Linked DNA regions of Zea mays: region 1 is linked to region 2. Evidence: chromatin contacts called from public Hi-C data. All regions are on one chromosome and are shown on one strand. The core of a region is the stretch at or near the end of the contact, and the rest is flanking DNA. Distances in the headings are between cores, read along the strand shown.

What was found. A called contact is a pair of places that touch in the nucleus more often than the background predicts.
Region 1: a contact with region 2 is called in a Hi-C map of leaf, with 5 times the contacts expected there. The contact joins the promoter of LOC100382155 here to the promoter of LOC103631769 in region 2. A contact is called at or near these places in 3 of 25 Hi-C or Micro-C datasets (bundle sheath, leaf and tassel).

What each region holds. Positions count from the first base shown.
Region 1 is chr1:14,965,840-14,968,693 of Zm-B73-REFERENCE-NAM-5.0, forward strand. It overlaps LOC100382155 (HNH endonuclease), which reads right to left and starts at 1,503. Exons shown (of 4, transcript NM_001174915.1): 1 at 1,134-1,503; 2 at 776-814. The coding sequence starts at 1,493.
Region 2 is chr1:14,784,813-14,787,634 of Zm-B73-REFERENCE-NAM-5.0, forward strand. It overlaps LOC103631769 (O-fucosyltransferase family protein), which reads right to left and starts at 1,407. Exons shown (of 8, transcript XM_008653232.4): 1 at 1,042-1,407; 2 at 440-507; 3 at 262-350; 4 at 10-175. The coding sequence starts at 1,204.

The DNA.
Region 1 (2,854 bases), core at 253-2,752, 180 kb after region 2:
GCCACGGCACTAACAAAGATATCGTGCTCAATGGCCTTGAACGTGGCGATGGCGTCACCCGCCGGCCCGATCACCCCATCATCGGGCGTCGTGGAGGGGAGGAATGTCGTCGGCTAGAGAACAGTGTGTCTGCCCGCGCCAGCGTCCATGGTCGGCGCCACCATGTTTGGCGCCTTCGTGGCCTCCTTCACGGGCGTCGTGATCTGGGCGTTGGCGCACCGTGCAAGGGCCATGAAGCGGTAGACCGCACTGGTATGGGCTCCTTTGGGATGGACCGAAACCAGAAGGCCTTCTTGCATGGGCTCCCAGTGCTCAAGGACCATGGCGTCCGCGCCGACACGCACCTCGATGCCATGGCCACAGAAGCTGCTGCAGCGGCAGGGTGGCGATCCCTGCGCTGGACAGGCCAGCACCCAGGCCTTCTTGCCGTCTTTGGCGGTGCTCTTGATGATCTTCCGCTCGCGTACTATGCATGGGTTGCTTCTTCTTCACCGCCAGCAACCCCATGATCATCTGGTGTTGCTTCTCTCTGCCTGTTTCTTTTGCCTCTTTAACATCCATGGAGAAGAGGAAGAGGTACCTTATCTGTTTCGATCTGTTTTGGATGTAACAGAGACCCGAACAACGATTAAAGAGGCATATTTTAAAAGTTTATGGACCGAGATAACACAGTCACACAAGTTTAAGAACCGAAATTGTATTTTACTCCCAACGGAGTGATTCTCAAAACAACAACGATGGGAAGACTTCGTACAGAAGAATAAACATGATGTACCTGCAAAACTTGGCAATTCTCCAATGTGCTCTTCCCGCCCTGTCAATTTAACAGGGTCAGTGATTTTCTGATACAACAGCACAAAAAAACTCAGCGTATATACTACCTCCGCTCTCAAATATTTGCCGTCCACTAGTTCATTTTTGAACTAAAACGCGACATCTGAAAAATAACGGAGGGAATACCATCTAAAAGCACTAAAATTTGGAAGAACATATATTAGTGTCTTATCGAGGTCCAGGAACCGCTGGGTTCCCAGGGTTTTGCATCAATCTCCACAAAAAATAATAGACTAATAGCAAGGGGAAGCGTCGGAACTCGGAACAAGTGATTTGGGATTGTCGTTGGAATCAGGGACCTTGGAGTAGGGGACGATGTGGTCGTAGTCGTGGCAAAGGCAGCCGGGGCAACCCACGAGCTTGCGGAAGACGATGTTGCCGAGCGCATCGCGGCGCCACCTCTCCGGGTCACGTCCGGGCAGCCGCTCCGCCTTCTCCCAGCACTGCTGTTTCACCGCATAGGAGAAGCTCCGGGGCTCCGACGCGGACGGCGGCGGCGCCGTCAGCAGCAGCTCGTCCAGGTCGGTGGCAACTGCGGCAGCGGCGGCGGTTGTGGAGTCGAACGAGCGTGGGGAACTCGGGCGAGCCGTGGCGCCGAAGGATTGCGGCGGCGGTTGCCGGTCACTTCGGCGCCGGCGCATCGGCTTCCGTCCCACCATTGCTCTTTGGTAGTCGCCGATGAGATGAGCCGCTCGGGGGTGCCTTGCGGATATACATGTTACCCATCTGGCTGCCCGTGACCGACCCACCAAAGCCCGACCCAAACCTGGCATGGGCCGAAAGCCGTATGTCACGTTTGTTTCGGCTTTTTCTGACGAACCATTTTGATAATCTAACTATATGAGGAAATTTTAATTATTATGAGAATTACGTGCGAAGTAAGATAAAGACATTCATAAAGTTTATGGTCTAAAAAGTGACAGGATCCTACTATCATGACGGCTTGATCGTTGATTTTGGACAATTTTTACCGAAGTGATTCTCATATAAGCATGCTGAAAAATTAGGTGTTTGTCAGTCCACAGCAGCTTTTGATGGTCAGAATCAGAAAAAAAAGTTGAAACAAATAGGCACGTAGGCTCGTGCTAGTTCGGTACGAGGCTCATGCCATACTTAGGCCACAAAAAAGGCATGTGGTGCCAGCACGAACATGGTTTGTGTAGAAATATTTGCAATTTCGCCACCCCAAGTGTTGACACTTTGCTATTTTGCCATCTACGTCTCTGGTTTGTGGGTCTATTTGTGTCTATGATTTGTGGGTCCGATGGCAAATTAGCGAAGTCCACTGTCGATAGCGACAAAATTGTAAATCCCTCTAAAAATATTTAATTTCACCACCCCAAGTGTTGACACTTTGCTATTTTGCAATCTCTATGTGTAAGGAGACGTGTGGTTATGGTCTCATCTATCTATTTCTAATGCTCCTTATGAAAGGAGACAATGCAGTTCTGGTATGTCTATTTCTATAGTCAGTTCACTCCTACGATCATCTCTCCTCCCATACTTGCCTTCACCTCCTCTGAGTTCTCTCGACTTCTCTTGAGTCACATCTCGACTCTCACTCGTCTAGGCGAGGCACGCTAGCAAGTCATTGCAACATGTCTCCAGTGTTTTACCGATCATCTTATCTATCATATTTACCTATATCTCGAACTCTTGTCCTCTATCGTTTCATTTCCGTAACCCTAACCCTAATTCTAATCCTCGATTTGGTCAAGATCTATATCAAGGTCGCTTTGTTGTCCTCTCATCGGCAAATCTGGTGCTCCGGTTGTATAAGAGAGCCACCAATTCTTCCTCTACCATACCAATCTCTCATCATGGCTCCTGCTCGTCTTAGCAAGGTGGACGTTGGTGGGCCTCCATCACCGTTGTCGCACTAGCAACGAAACCTGAGGGCCTATGTCAGTGCCCGAAGAAAACCATACCCTCATATGATGACAAGACATCTTCTAACCCCCCCCCCCTAAAAAGAGATTATTGATGAACCCATGGTCCTGATGCTTTGACCCCTGAGGAC
Region 2 (2,822 bases), core at 157-2,656:
GTTACAAACCTGATGCAAGTAATATTTTTCATCTGACCAGCTCACAGGTGGCATTTCAAGTATAATAATGTTTGAATCTCTTGGACCAAGCTTCTCTGGAAGCTGTTCAATGATGTGCACCTTATCTCTCAAAGAGTTGATGAAATGCCTCACGTCAAATATATCTCCAAAATTACTGTCAACCATAACAAGCACTACTCGCTTTAGATGTCAATATGGTTAATTCCATAGACTGCATCCCTCAAAGAAAATGGTGGTTACCTTTGATCAGCCCAGAATGATCTCTTGTCAAGTTCGGGGACAACCATAGTGAGATTTAGAAGACGAGCAACTGCCACCATGTCACAAATCTGAACAAAATGGAGGTATCAAAAAGCAAATAGAGTTAAGAAAGAAAAAAGAAATAAAATGGTGAATGGAAGAAGTAGACAATAATAACCTCTGAGCGCATCTGATTCAGACCCCCATTACAAGATATCTTCAGATAACCATTGCTCATGTATATTCCTGGAAAATTTAACAGTGATCAAATTGCCGTATTCCAGTGGCGATTGAATGCAGCAAAACCGTGTATCAACAACGGTCTACAGAATCTACAACAGTTTAATTCAAGTTTTCAACAAAACAGGAAGCCTATTCGTGACTTCACATTTCACAATAGTGCCTCTAGAAAGGTACAAGGCTTTCAATCGATCAAAGCATCGGTATACAACAGTATAAGTTTGGCATGACTTTGACTTTCCAAGTCAACATACTTTTATTTTTATATCATTAGTCGCATCAATGCATTCAGCAGCAACATTTACAGCTTACTAAACGTGCCCATGGCAAGTTGCGTACAAACAATAACAGCTGTGCACTCGTACGAAACAGATACTCATACCCTTCAGCATTTGTAATGTAACTCACAATATTTTTCCACTTTTACTCGCTCAGTACTCTATGAAGTTCCATGCAATGAATGATGCAATAGAGCAGTGATAAGCACCAAATCAAATCGAACTACACTAGAAATACAAACACATTAAGGAAACCACGCACTCGGGGGCGGAAGCGCGGAAGGTGGCGGCGAGGGATCGGCGTCGCCCACGAGGCCGAAAAGGAGGAGAAAGCGGCCGACGGCGACGAGCTGCGCGACGGAGGCCCACAGGATGACGGCGGCGCAGCCCGCCACGAGCCAAACCCTAGGCCTCGACCTCGCCATCGCACGCGAGGTCTAGACCCGGCGTTCGGGCGGCCGCCTCCCGATCGCCGCGGGCATCGGAGCGATTCCCGACAACGGCGATTCTGATTCCAGGCGGTTCGAGTCTTCGAGAAGAATCGCGGAGGTGCGGGAGGTGATTTTGTTGGCCTGGGGAGTAGGAACTGGTCGAGTGTAGCGTGTAGCGCGGTGACGATGAAGCCAACCGCCATAGTGGCCGAAATTTTTTTATTTTAATAAAAAATCATTTTTAGACACTTGAAAGACTTATTTCATGTTTTGTATCCTTTACTCGATGTCATGATCTATAGCGCCGAGGCAGCACATCTCGGCACCATAGCCTATGGCACCACCAATAGCCTATGGCACCGAGCTCTAACGTGGCAGCGACGATCAGGGCTGCTGTGTCGCCGACGTGTCTCCTAACTCTACGCCATAGATCTTGGCGCCAAGCTAGGCACCACAAATCTTGTCACCGAGCTAGGGGAGTATAAATCGGTTGTTTCCTGGACGAGAGTTGCGTCCAGCCATTTCAATCTTCTTCCAAACCAACAAGAGTTGCTCGAATTTTCGTATTCGAGTTGGAAACTTTGTAGACCAAGGTATGGTGTCTCACTGATTCGTTTATTACGTATATTGCGTTGTCTAGTTTTGATTGTTGCTCATATTGCTATTAGTTATGATTCCTAGGATATATAGTTCATATAATGACTATAATTTGTTAGATATTGTGAAATAGGTGTATTTGTAAGTTAAAATAATTTCTGTTATTTGCATATAGTTGTGTTAAAATATAATCGTTTCTTAGATAAAAGATATGTATCGAGGGTGTTGTGGCAGAAGAGATGTCGTCCTCGAGAGTTATATTCGGATGTATCTAGTAAGGATGCTCATGTTCCACCTGATCTTCCTGTGTCTAATTGTGATTGTGGCAGATCGGCTTGGGTATGTCAATTCAAACATCCAGACACGGTTGTTCGCTGCGTCTACCTTTGTGGTGGTTTTAACGTACGTAGCTTATGACTTGTATGTTATTATTGTTTACTAGATGTGTATTAATGTGTCATTCCATTTGTGTATTAGCACCTGAGGTGTTTTTCCAGTGGATTGACGGTCCTGATAAATTTGACCCTCAGTATCTCCTTTTCGCCTATTGGTTGTGCGAAAGGAATAGTCATGAACTTTTAAGCGTTGGGTGCCTCCTCCCCTGAATCTGCCACCAATGACGGATGAGGAGAAGGACTTAGCCACAGAAAAGACGACTGGAGTCTCCGCCTCGATGCAATTGTGGAGATCATGTTGTCTTATGTGAGGACACTCTGAAGTACTTCGTATGTCCCAACATTGATTATGTGAGTGCATAACAAATATCCAAAATTATGTTATTTTTTGCATAAATTTACTAATTTATTCTCCTGCAACCATACGGTTGGCGTAAGTGTCATTTTAGAGAGTGTTTGTATGGTCCTATGTCCCATTGGCCTGAGCCAGAGGCAAAGTGAAAGGGAAATAGGCTTACACCTTTTCCTAATTGATTTTGGTGGTTGAATTGCCCAACACAAATAATTGGACTAACTAGTTTGCTCTAGATTATAAGTTTTACAAGTGCCAAAGGTTCACA